Regions from separate parts of the Danio rerio genome. Here region 1 is linked to region 2. The links are chromatin contacts, called in public HiCAR-type maps. All regions are on one chromosome and are shown on one strand. The core of a region is the stretch at or near the end of the contact, and the rest is flanking DNA. Distances in the headings are between cores, read along the strand shown.

Region 1 (7,060 bases), core at 2,943-5,442, 150 kb after region 2:
CCAGCATAGAGAGTTGATTACCGTGGTTTGTTCACAAAACTGTGGAAAAGTTTATGATTTCATCTCACTGACTCACTTATTGACTCAAACTCCATGTAATGCTTAAGATGGCAACAAGGAAAAAGACACAACTAGCTATGTTGTATGACTGAATACTGAAGGGAAGATTATTAGCCCTTTTGTTATCATTGAAATATTTCCAAAGTGAAGTTTAACAGAAAAAGAAAACTTGCACTGTGTTTCCTAAAATATTTTCTTTTTGTGGAGAAAGCCTTATTTCTTTTCGTTTGACTAGAATAAAAAAGTTTTTAAAAAATTAAGCAATTATTAAATATTAATAAAATAAAATTATTAATATTGTTAAGATATTATAATTAATATTATTTTTAAAAAATTTACTGGTTACAGAACAAAATATTTTTGTCCAATAACTTGCCTAATTAACCTAAATTAGTTATTTACCTAGTTAAAATAACTAACCTAGTTATGCTTTTAAATAGCTTTTTATGCTGTATACTAGTATTTAGCAAAATAAGTAGAAAATATTGTGTACTCTCATCGTGGCAAGAACTAAATAAATTAGTGATTCAAAATTAGTTATCAAAGGTCCTGTAATGTGCTTTGAAATGGGCATTATTATTCAATGTTTGACATATATTTAACTGAAACATGAAGACAAGGTGGGATACAAAGTAAGGCCTCCCCTTAAAAAAAAGCAAATAGTGTTTAATAAAAAGCATTATTGGTCAGAAAATTTAATAAGAAACTGAAGTATGAGGTGATGTCAAAAATAGATTCATTTAGACAGAAGAGACAAACTGCAAGCTTTGGAGGTTTATATTTTCTAAATGTGAATTTTGTCACTGTTTTGTAGCACGCTAGCTTATAGATAGATTAAAGGGCACCTATGATGAAAACAACTTTTGTAGAACATTTGGGTTAAAATAATTGTTACAACTCTCTGTGATTTTTATAAGATTTATAATTTTATTTTTTCATAATAATTTTCTAGGGGTTTTCACCTTTATTGTTGGGACAGTAGAGATTATTGACATGAAGGCATGGGAAGGAGAGAGAGAGGAAGAATCAGTATTGGACCGTAAGGCGGGAATCGAACTAGGGTCACGGTGAGCACCGGAGTGCATGTTTTTAAAACAAAGCATGTTTGTAATAAAGACAGTAAAATTATAATATAATTCTTAACCGCTATAATCACTATGACCGCATGGTGTCATTCATTCATTAATTCATTTTCTGTTTGGCTTAGTACCTTTATTAATCTGGGGTTGCACAGTTTAATAAACCGCCAACTTATCCAGCATATGCTTTTTACGCAGCGGATGCTCTTCTAGCCGCAACCCATCACTGGGAAACATTCATACACACCCATTCACGCACATACACTACAGACAATTTAGCTTATCCAATTCACCTGTACCGCATGTCTATGGACTGTGGGGAAAACCGGAGCACCCGGAGGAAACCCACGCAAATGCAGGGAGAACATGCAAACTCCACATAGAAAGGCCAACTGACCCAGCCGAGGCTCAAACCAGCAACCTTCTTGCTGTGAGGCGAGATATTTCATCCGAGTCTGTCTCTGTCACTGTGCTGTTTATCTGACGTAACACATTATGAGAAGAATACATGCATTGGGGAAGTGTAGGCAGGGAAAAGCAGCTCAATTGGATTTAAAGCCACAGGCTACAAAAACAGCTGAAATGTACTCAGGCACCAAAAGAAGCGTATTCTCATGGCTATAATAAATAATCTGATGGGTATTTTGAGCTGAAACTCTACAGACACAATCTGGAGACACCAAAGGCTTATCTTACATCTTGTAAAAGGGGTAAAATAAGTGTCCTTTAAGACTAATGTCCTGATACTAACATCTTAAAAACTTTTTCAGTGATGGGTTGCGGCTGGAAGGGCATCCGCTGCGTAAAACATAAGCTGGATAAGTTGGCGGTTCATTCCGCTGTGTCAATCCCAGATTAAGAAAAGGATTAAGCCAAAAAGTAAATGAATGAATGAACATCTTAAAAACGTCATTTTAATTTAACAGGGACTTTAAAACTATTATGTTTAAAAATGTGTTGAATAAAATTATCCTCTCCCTTAAACGACAATTGGGAATATTTGTTTAAAACATAAAGCTGCTGGATTTAAATGTTTGGTTTGAATGAACATACAGATACAATGGTCTACCTGTCCTGTTCAGCAAGCAGGGCTCCTTCTTCCTTTAGTCTCTTGCTTTTAGCAGCGCAGTCCTCCAGCAGCACCTCTCGTTTCCGTTTGATCACATGCAGCCAGTCAACTCCCTCTCGCTCAACTTCATCCTCATCCGCCTGCTCCGAGTCCTGCTCAAACTGCTGTACCGTCTGCTTGGAAACTCTCTCCCCCACCTTACGCTTCCAGCCAAAGGAGGCCATTCTAAAAAAAAAAAAAACAAGAAAAAGATGAAATGACATTAATTATCGTTATCCAAACAAGCAAATAAATGCTGTTAGACTAACAGTTGGAAATGCTCAAATAAAATGCAACAAATAACAGAACAGACATATGGCTTCAAGAAAAGTAAGCACAATAAACAGCGATTCTGCTCATTTACAAGTTTAGCGTAGTGGAAAACCAGTAACATTTTTAAATAAAAGAAAATGAGAAAATATTCTGAGGCAAACACTGAAGCTGTTGGTATAAATTGCAGTTGGAATTTTCAAACAGGGTAGAGCTATGGGGTCTAAATAAGAGAAAGCGTATGTTAACATTATATTGACATATCTGTTTATACTTTCCAAAAAAACTAACCACATAGTTACGGGATCAGAAAAATGTCAAACTATACACGTATATATTTTAATTGAGGGAAATAAACATGTGAGTTTAGCAAGTTTGCAGTATTTAACATACTTTGTAAAAATTCTGTGAATTAAACTGCACAACCCAAAAGAAACAATGCTCACTGACAGGATAAGAGTTGGCTCTCTATAAACATGATTAATTTTATTTGACTTTTTTTTTTTTGCATTTCTAAGGAAAACGTCTCATTGAGAATGTGACAGCTCTCTATTATGGATGTGACAGATGTGATATTGGCACATATCAGACTTTGGTAAAACAAATATAATAGTTTGAAAACACTGACAGAAACATTTTTGAGCATTTTAAAGTACTGCAAAATACAAGCCTGCACAAAAAATGTAGAAGTTGTTTCTCAGTTTTGGTGAAAACGTAATTTTTGTAATGACAAGGTTGCCATTTGCTTGGAATTGCTCTAATACAATAGTTAATACATTAAACAATATTTTAACCAAAATGTGATTAAAATAAACGAGTAAACAGAGAATAAAAAAAAATAAATAAATAAATATTATATTAAAATTGACCATACAAATTTATGATCAAATAATTTAAAAATAACACTTTAAATAATTTAATAAATTTGCTTCAGGTACTGCAAATATCTCAATGCAAATATTTTACTATCACATAAGTAATAGAGTAATTTTTTAAATATTTTCACAAGTATATTTTAGAACTATACATTTTTAAAAATCATGAATAGATGTCTTTTACGTTTTCAAATCGTGGTCCCTTCTTTTAACACCTTGGGATCTAAAAGATGCAATATCCCTAACAAAATATCTTACAGAGGAATTCCTATTATTACCTATTCGTCTTGTACCTATTATTAGTTAAGTACATTCGCGTATTATAAAATATACAGTAACTAACTACACTACTAAGTTATAGTAGGCAAAAGAACAGAAAAAAGGAAAAGCAATGTTCAAAGTCACTGTCTCAGAGAAACACTTGCACCTGCATGGTTTGTTTCAGGTGTAAGCATCTCACATTGAGCCTCAAACTGCAAGTAGGTCAAGTACACTTGTAATACGGCCAATAACAGATCTGACAGTTAGCCGGAGTGCTGCAGTAGCACAGTACTTTTTTTACATTTGAATGAGATTTACTGTCTGATACTTTCTGAAATCACATAAACACAAGACGCCAGACACTAAAGCCTTTTATGCAGCAAGTTTCATGAATAATGTTTACGTTAAGCCCTTGACTTGAACACATATAACAAAAAAAGGAGGTCGATAAATACAAACCTGGTTCATAAATGCAAAATAATTCACCACTGCACCATGACAGACCGTGGTTCTGCAACAGCTTCGCGTTTTCTCACAAATGTTTTGGACTTGTCCACTCCGCCCTCTAACCCGGAAGTACTGCAGCACTCTCTTAAAGGTACAAGGCGGTTTTCGTTCTTACAACGGATATGACTGACGGTTTTGAAACTCATACATTTCTGTAAACACCAACATTACTGTCTCATTTGCTTATAAAATATATATCAAGTAAAATTTGTTATTTCATGATATTTATTTATTTATTTATTTATTACACACATACACTACAGACAATTTAGCTTACCCAATTCACCTGTATGGATTTGGACTATATGGGGGAAACCAGAGCACCCGGAGAAAACCCACGCGAACATGGGTAGAACATGCAAACACACAGAAATGCCAACTGGCCAAGCTGTTCTCGAACCAGCGATTTTGTTGTGAGGCGAGAGTGGTAACCACTGAGCCACAGTGTCACCTTATAGTAAAAAATACGACAAAATAAAAATAAAAAAAAAGTTTACCTCACTCAAAATAAACATCAAAACAAAAATGGCTATTTTTGGGCCATCTGCTGCTCTATGTTATTTTTTTTTTGTACGCACTATTATTGAAAATGTTTTTTTCAAGAAATCAATTGGCTGTGCAATCAAAATCAGATTGTGGGTAGTAGTGAGTGAATGCATCAGATATAGTACTTAGTTAAATATATTGATTATATAGAAATAGCAATATAAAACCATTCCTGTAACTCCACTATTCACTTATTGTAAATAATGATTCACTAGTAAGGCCAAGGTTGTAGTTTTGCTTCTCAAAGAAAGCCAGAACTGATTAAATGTTCACCTTTAATGCAATTATATATCCATAAACTAGATCTATATTTAAAAAATGGCATAATATATATGAGCAGACAAAATATATGATGGTGCTGAGGCGCAGTGAGTAACGCTGTTGCATCACAGCAAAAAGCTCGCTGGTTAGAGCCTCAGCTGGGTCAGTTGGCATTTCTGTGTGGAGTTTGCATGTTCTCCCCGTGTTGGCTTGGGTTTCCTTTGGGTGCTCTGGTTTCCCCCACAGTTCAAAGACGTGCGCTGTAGGAGAATTGAATAAACTAAATTGTCTGTATGTGTGTGAATAAGAGTGTATGGGTGTTTCCCAGTACTGGGTTGCAACTGAATGGATGAATATTCATGTATGAATGAATGAATGAATGAATGAATGAACGAATGAACGAGTGAATGAATCAATGAATGAATGAATGAAAATATAAGATATAAGATAACTCACTTTCCTTTTCTTTGGAACATTACAATGTATTTAAACTGGACTATTATATAATTTGCATTATTGTAACCTTGTCTTTAAGCCGAAATGTGGAACAAAGATCAGAGTTGAAATGTAAAGAAACCTGTTTGTTACAATCTTGCAAAAGAATCCCACTGCTCCACTATTTTGCGGCCAATTAACCTTCAGAGCAGGGGACAGCACATTAACCTTTGGATTGCACGTTGATCACGGATACCCTGTGCACATGAGCTGCTTCTGCTGACAGCTCTGTACTGCTAATCAATCATTAGTCACAACAATGTCTGATGTGCATCTTTGGGTAAACAGATGATTGTTACAAAACATATATCTACAAATACTGACAATACATGATAAAATATGAATAATTAAATAATTAAAAAATACATATATTAAATGTTTATTCAATCTTTATTCAACACTTCAGGCACAGCTCTTAAAACTGAGACTAATATGCAAATACAAAGTAGATATGCATGGTGCTTAGATGATCAATCAGTCAATCACAAATCAAAGTTGATACAATCAGCTCTATTGTTACCGAATGACAGTCCCCATGCGTGTACTCAGTGTGATAATCTCTTTGGACTTCAACCAGGCCCTCCATTTACTACATGTGCAAAAGAGAAAAAAAAACACTCCTCCCTTCCAACGATACCTGCAATTGGTTAACTACCATCACTCCCCCTCTAAACCAAGTCAAATATCTAGACTACTTTCTAAAACATTCTTTCTGACAGGAATCTGCAGGAACTCAGAAGAGGTTTTACTCTCTAGCAGTTAGTAATCATGTCTGACAGAGGTGCATTTGATACCAATGTGGTGACCCTCACCAGGTTTGTCTTGGAAGAGGGCAGAAAAGCCAAAGGAACAGGAGAGCTTACAACCCTTCTCAACTCCATGTGCACAGCCATCAAAGCCATTTCCACTGCTGTCAGAAAAGCAGGCATTGCCAATCTGTGAGTACCAGCTAATGCATTTTTCACACCAGACAAATATTTCGATTTTTAATCCAGTTGAGCCAAATTACACTCCAATATATGCATATTGACACTGAGTTTTTCTATTATTTCTACCTTCGATGGTACACAAATATGAGAAGATTTTCCTCAATTTAAAGAGATTCACATAAAATTATGTCATTATGCACTCACCCTTCACTTGTTCAAAACCTATTTAGGTTTTTTTTTCTGTTGAACACAAAAGAAAATATTTTGAAAAATGTTGGTTGCTGAAATCTATTGACTTCTATAGTGATTTTTGTTCCTACTGTGGAAGGTGGATGTCAGTGGGTCTCAACAACCAGCATTCTTCCAAAAAAAAAAAAAAAAAAAAAAAAAAAAAAAAATATATATATATATATATATATATATATATATATATATATATATATATATATATATATATATATATATATATATATATATATATATATATATATATATATATTTATTTATTTATTTATTTATTTATTTTATTTATTTATTTATTTTTTGTGTTCAACACACAGCGCAATGTAGTTTAGTGAGCCTATAGATTAAATAAAGTACTTTAAACCTTAAATTACATCAGTGGCATTTTTTCGGATGCATTTTGCTTGCAGAATTGAAGATATATTT
Region 2 (7,325 bases), core at 996-3,495:
GGTGACCCGTACCGACCCGTACCATACCGTACTGTACCACTCAGTGGAAACGGGCCATATAAGGCACATTTATCCTGTTTGGTTGCATCAGAATCGAACGGACAAGAAGGGGACTCGCTAAAACAAACAGATATGTTATGCTTGATGACCTGAGACAGTGAGCCTGTGAAGCACAGTAAAACTGAAAGTAAAGTTTAAAAAAGTTTAGTGCGAAGTCGACAAACTGAAACACTTAATTAAATACCAATAATGAGAATCCCTCTTTATTCTACAACTGTTTTAAGCTAAATTTGGACTGCACAACTAATTTTATCCTCAACTCAACACAACTTAACTGTGTTTCTAACGCACTTTCAAACAACCAGTGTACCAAAGTGGTGTACATAAAAACACAAAATACATACAAACAGCCCAAATACATACAATTTACAACACAGGATTAAAAGCTAAAAATAGGTGTTTTTTCATTGACCTCTGAAATGTCTCTAAAGTAGGAGATATTTTAATAAGACAGTAGACTGAAAGTCTAGGAGCTGCCATTGAAAAAAACCCTTTCAAGAGCATTTCATTTTAATCCTCTTGTAATTCAGAAAAAGAAAACGAGATATAAAGTCACTATTCTAAATGTTGTTGTAGAAAAACCAAGTGTATGTTACTTTATTGTTTATTTGTGAGTCTCTAAACTTGTAATTATGAGAAACACAATTAGGTGACCTTTTTCATTTTTACTCCACAGAATAAGTGTCCACGTAAGTAGCCTACACTTGCTGAAAATAAGTTATGAGTTTTGTCATTGGTTGCAGTGTCAAATTCACGAGGCACATGGGCTACTTTAAACACATTATTTATTATTTAGATATCGAAGCATAGGTTAATTTAAAAACCAATAAGCGCCAACATGCTGCTTTGTTGAGCTTATTTAGACATATGATCACGTGACAACGTACGCTTCGTCTTCTTGACTCGCAAGGAACAGCCAAATAATAGAAACGAACCGATGTGTGAAATGACTCTGGTGTCCCATAACTAACCGAAACGCCCTTTTTGGCAGGTACACGGGGCCCTTCTGACTTTCCGTAGGAACTGCAGTGCGGACGCGCCACGCCTACCAGCCGGTGTCGGACTAGAAACGAGTATGTAGAGGATGGGAATAAATCAGGATGCGTAGCAACAAGCTCCCTATGTCTAGTGAAGTGGACAAAAAGTTACAGTTTTGCCTAACAACGCCATTCTATCTATCTATCTATCAAATAGGGCAAGCCGTTTAATACTAACATTTTACTACTGATTTAATTAGGCGATGAGGTGATTTAAGTGTTTATAGCTTGATTATTTATGGCGATGCTCGAGAACCATCAAAAGTAAGATACAGTATAAAAAACGCGAGCTTAGGAAACAAAGAGCCGACGCTCGTCGTCAAATCCACGCAGACGTAGAATGATGCTGCACATCCAGACTGCAGAGCAGATCGATGCTCCACATAACGACCCTCCGCCCCGGCGAAACCAGATCGACACGCTATAAATATGCATGCTGAATCATCCTAGCCCACAACACAAGTCAAACACTGAAGTTCGGCCAAAAACAACACATCTGGACGACCCGATAGACACCCTGCGAAAACAGCGGTGGTGCTGATGGTGATGAGGATGATGGTAATGATGATGATGATGATGTCTTTGGGAATCGGGGTGGCGCGATGCGATCGCTTTGATAAGACATACAGTGCACTCGGTTACTAACAGGGAGGGGCTGCGCTACACTTTCCATACATATTCACACAACAAAGAAACCCAAAAACATGATGCACGGAAAGTTTCTTGCAGTCAGCAGAAATCACTTATTCAATTGACCCTTTTATTCAAGGTTACACGACTGAACTTGAAAGAAAGCGACTGCGGGAGATACATGTCTCCGATTGTAATTTTAAATACCCGGTGGCATAAATACATAAATCACTGGTGTCAGCGAAGCTACCTTTCTCAATGTCCGCAATGGCACACTTGAGATGCTCGTCAGTGACCAGCTCCCCAATGACCACCAGCAGGTAATATTTGCCCTCGTCGAAGTGCTGTGTCGAGGCTGTGGGTGATGCCGTGCTCCTGAGGCTGCCGACTCCGCCGAAGGGCGCTGGAGTTTCCGCAGTATCAACCAGCGTCGCCATTCTCTCTCAGACACGCTCTATATTTCAGTCTCACACACACTCTGTCACTCGGTGTCCGGCGAGCTGAAGTGAGCTGCTCTGTGGAGAAGGAGTGGCGCGGGCTTTTATATCCTCAGACTGAGTGTCACCGTGATGAGGAGCCGCCGCCGCTGCCTCTCCTCTCCTCTTCTCCAGCTGATGTCAGAGAAAATCATAAACCCGCGCGAGAGCGACTGGGACCCTGAAAAGCCTTACATAAGGATGTCCAGGATTAATGATCGGCAACACTGGACTTGTTGACATGTGGTTTGGGTGTCAATATCTATAAAAGTTCAGCCTTGAATTTATTTTTGTTGTTGTATTAGCCCAGCATTTTTAAACCTTATTTAACCTTTAAAACAATTTTTTTTGGTAAAATTAAGTTGTTTTGTTGTTGTTGATTCTAATGTTAAAATAGTTTTTATTTGAAACTAGTTGTTATTTATTTATTATTATTCATTTATTAATTTTCCTTCGGTTTAGTCCTTTTGTTTATCAGGGGAATGTTCACAGCAGAATGAACTACCAAATTATCAAGCATATGTTTTATGCAGCGGATGCCCTTCAAGCTGCAACCCAGAACTGGGAAAAAGTCATTCACACACATACACTACAAACAAGTTAGTATATTAAATTCACCTGTACCACATGTTTTTTGGCTTATGGGGAAACCGGAGCACCCGGAGAAAACCCACGCGAACACGGGGAGAACATACAAACTCCTCACAGAAATGACAACTGACCCAGCTGGGACTCAAACCAGTGACCTTCTTGCTGTGAGGCGACAATGCCAACCACTGCTCCGCAGTGTCACCATTATTCATTTTATTATTTGTTAAAAAAAAAAAATATTTATGAAATATCCATTTCTTCTGTCACAGTTGACAATTTATTGCATTTAGAAAATAATGTATAACATACATTTTAAAAATGTCTTTTTTCACCACATTTTTTGAGTGCCTTGGATTTCCTTTTGCTGTTTATTCTGATGAATCCCTTACCCAAAGAGCACCGACACATTATTTTATCTACTGAGCACTTTTTGTTTGATCTTGGATTTGTAAAGTTTAAATAATTTGTGATGATGATGTCACATGTGAATAGTCACAAGGATAACACTTTACCATCGTGTAATTACTTAACATGCCAAACATATTGTTTTTATTTCTATTGTATTTTTTATCTTTTGATTTTGTATTGAAATATGCCCATTGGGGCGACCCTTTAGCTGATCATTTGATTCACCGGTAAAATTTATTTATTTACCTTCAGCCTCTACATCTGTTCAACAGAATTCATGCTTATACAGAATAATGCACAAATATAATAGGATATATTTTCTATCTTTGTTTGCAACATTTTGTTGTCATGTTCTTCTGAGAAATCAGCACATTTAGAAAGATCTTAAAGACATGCAAAAATGAATTACTCTATACTGATAGCTCTGCACAAGACATTTGGCCAGTGGAGAAATGGTCGTGCCCAACTGAGCCTGGTTTCTCTTGCGGTTTTTTAACCTTCACTTTCAACAATTGGTGAAGTTTTTTTCTTGCTGCTTTCGCCAATGGCTTGCATGGTTAGATCTGCGCATCGATGGATGCTTTTCAGTGTTTGGACTCTCAGCAGGGAATATTAAAATACATTGAACTGAACTAAACAGAACTGAACTTAAACTCTGAAAACTGAACTGATACTGTTTCAAATCACTATGATCTTCTATGTGAAGCTGCTGTTACACAATCTACATTGTAAAAGCGCTATAGAAGTAAACATCAATTGAATTGAATTGATGAAGAAGAGGGTGTTCCTCCTTGTCCCATCTTGATGATGTCATGACAGGCAGAGTCATGGCACAGATTTTACAGTGCCATTATAATGGTGGATGGGCTCAAATACAGCTGTGTCATTGAGCTTCACCTGGAGCTGTGCAGCAGATTCACTGTATTGATCTCTCATATGCAAGTTATAGTGTTGATTAACAAAGACAAACGTATATATAAAGTACTTTTTGTTATCTATGTGTGTAAATATTTTAGGCAGATGAATTGGTTTGTCAGTCACAGCATGAGCCTGCATTGAAAGGGGGAAATGATTCAGTACATCAAAAATTCAGTATTTCACATCTGGAAAAGAGAAAGACTGTTATAAATATATAATAAGGTCACATGTCAGCCAGTCAGAGGTTTTTGTCAAATTGTGACAGAATGTGTCAGAAGAAAAGTAAAATAAAAAAAGAGATTGTGTATTTTTATAGCTGTATGAGAGAGGTTTACATTTGAAATAAGACAGGAGTTTGGGTTTCTGTGAGTCAGTTCTGGAGAATGAAAGTAAAGGAAGAGAATTAAATTATTTGAGCTGCAATTACGTGAAGTGGTGTGTGTCATGACAACGATGTTTGTTGCTATGGTAGCTGCACCAATGGGACCACAATCAGCCCATCGCGGCACGGGACACCAGACCAGACAATCATTACCATGGAATATACACAGTCTTTATACTGAGTGACCTGTGATGAGTGGGGCAAATGTCTGAACAATGTCTTTAATCGAACATTATTCATTGCGCTTACAAATGAATTAACAATTTTTTTATTTATTATTTTAAAGTATTTCAACACTATAGCATCAATATACGCACTGATATAATAAATTTAATACAAAATGTACACTGCTTATATTGTAAAATATTGGTAAAATTTTTACCAGGTATAAATGTAATACAAACTGCAATTTTGTTCTCTAACCCAAACTGCAATATTGTATAATAATTTAAAACAAACAAAAGAATAAAACAAATAATGTATTCACATTAAGTTAATATATTTAAAAGTCATTTATTCCTGTTGTTTAGTGTTTCCCCATCATTCAAGGTCACTTCAGAAATCATGTAATGTGATGCTCAAGAATTCTTTTCATTTTGAATGTTAAAAAGAGCTGGTCTGCTTTCATTTATTGTAAGCTGTGATTTATTATATTATAATATAATATAGTACGTACATTTTCCTTTATTCATCAAAAACAAATTTCTAATCAGCCAATCACATGGCAGCAATTCAGTGCATTTGGGCATGTAGACATGGGCAAGATGATCTGCTGCAGTTCAAACCGAGCATCAGAATGGGGAGGAAAGGTGATTTAACTGACTTTGAATGTAGCATGGCGGTTGGTACCAGACTAGCTGGATGGAGTATTTCAGAAACTGCTGATCTACTGGGATTTTCACACACAACCATCTCTAGGGTTTACAGAGAATGATCGGAAAAACAAAATGTTCTGTGAGCAGCAGTTCTGTGGGCGCAAATGCCTTGTCCATGCCAGAGGTCAGAGGTGAATGGCCAGACTGATTTAAGCTGATAGAAAAGCAACAGTAACTCAAATAACCACCCGTTACAACCGAGGAGCATCTCTGAACATGTCCAACCTTGGGACAGATGGGCTACAACAGCAGTAGACCACACCAAGTGTCACTCCTGTCAGCTAAGAACAGGAAACTGAGGCTACAATTCACACAGGCTCACCAAAATTGGACAATAGAAGATTGAAAAAATGTTGCCTGGTCTGGTGACATTCGGATGGTACGGTCAGAATTTGGCATCAACAACATGAAAGCATGGATCCATATTGCCTTGTATCAATGGTTTAGACTGGTGGTGGTGTAATGGTGTGGGGAATATTTTCTTGGCACACTTTGGGCCCATTAGTACCAGTTGAGTATCGTGTCAACACCACAGTCTGCCTGAGTATTGTTGCTGACCATGTCCATCCCTTTATGACCACAGTGTATCCATCTTCTGATGGCTACTTCTAGCAGGATAATACACTAAAGCGCGAATCATCTCAGACTGGTTTCTCGAACATGACAATGAGTTCACTTCACTGAAATGACCTCCACAGTCACCAGAATAATCCAATAGAGCACCAATCCATCAATCCAATAGAGCACCTTTGAGATGTAGTGGAATGGGAGATTTGCATCGTGGATGTGCAGTCGTCAAATCTGCAGCAACTGTGTGATGCTATCATGTCAATATGGACCAAAATCCTGAGGAATGTTTTCAGTATCTTGTTGAATCTATGCCATGAAGGAATAAGGCAGTTTTGTAGGCAAAAGTGGGTCCAACCCAGTACTATTAAGGTATACCTAATAAAGTGGCCGGTGAGTGTATATTAACGATAGCAAAATTTCAGCTTTGAATTACACAAATTAATTAATTGTAAAAATTGTACATTGAAATATAAATAAATTGCTGTTTTATGGCCTTTTTGATCAAATAAATTCAGCTCCAAATAGCTGATTTCAAAAACATAAAAAAAACGTTTATGTTTTTAGTAATATAACAAGTACATAGAGTATGATATCTGATATCTGACTCTTAATATACAAGCACAAATATTTTAGAATTTACATGCATGGCAAATAATTAGACTAGTGACTAAGAGACAAAGACAAAGAGACTAGTGTTAATCAGGCAAATCTTCCTGTGTACTAGACAATAATCAGTGGGGGGCTATTTGAGGGTTTAAAAAAGCTAATGGCCACATGCTCTGAGTTGTGCGGAAGACACTCACACCAACTCATCTAAGCAGTCATGTGGCAACATTATGGTCAACTGCACCTGAAAATAAAATGGTCTCAGTGTAATTACTGTGAAAAACACGTCATTATGTCAGGCCGTGAAAACCAGTAAATTACAGGAATGGCAGGGCAGGCAAGCTTGACAGTTTTTGGCCTGAATAAGTGTGTGTTGTTTTGATGAGTCATAAGGGGCTCCTGCTGATCTGTCTTACTGAGAGCCTTGCTCTGTCTGAAGCTGCCATTTACACACTGGTACACACTGTCTGTCTGACACCGTCACAAATGGGTCAAATTGGGCAAAAGAAGGATGGAGAAGAATATGCAACTACCAGGATTAAAATAATTGTCATAAAGTCATGTTTTAGCATCGCCATGTTGTCCGCAACATTACATGTTTTAAAAATGAAAATGTATTTGTATTTAGTAATGGAAATACAGCTGTTCATTTATGCTGTAAAATATTGAAAACATTATTTTAAGCTGGTTCCTCTTATTTTCTTGATATTCTGGTATGCATTTATGCTTGTAGGTATTTTTTTAAGTGCATAGTTCAAAGAAAACAGAGAAA

The links. HiCAR-type assays count read pairs that join an accessible place to other places.
Region 1: a HiCAR-type map of caudal fin shows a contact between it and region 2, with 12 times the contacts expected there. The contact joins the promoter of ttc33 here to the promoter of map1b in region 2. A contact is called at or near these places in 8 of 18 Hi-C or Micro-C datasets (caudal fin, embryo, fibroblasts and 3 more) and 4 of 4 datasets of contacts at active chromatin or transcription factors (caudal fin, embryo, gastrula embryo and 1 more).

The regions. Positions count from the first base shown.
Region 1 is chr5:36,077,355-36,084,414 of GRCz12tu, forward strand. ttc33 (tetratricopeptide repeat domain 33) reads right to left here and starts at 4,193. Exons shown (of 5, transcript NM_001002722.1): 1 at 4,113-4,193; 2 at 2,209-2,433. The coding sequence starts at 2,432. fbp1b (fructose-1,6-bisphosphatase 1b) reads left to right here and starts at 6,179. Exons shown (of 7, transcript NM_213132.1): 1 at 6,179-6,400. The coding sequence starts at 6,231.
Region 2 is chr5:35,924,696-35,932,020 of GRCz12tu, forward strand. map1b (microtubule-associated protein 1B) reads right to left here and starts at 2,246. Exons shown (of 7, transcript NM_001128201.2): 1 at 1,978-2,246. The coding sequence starts at 2,164.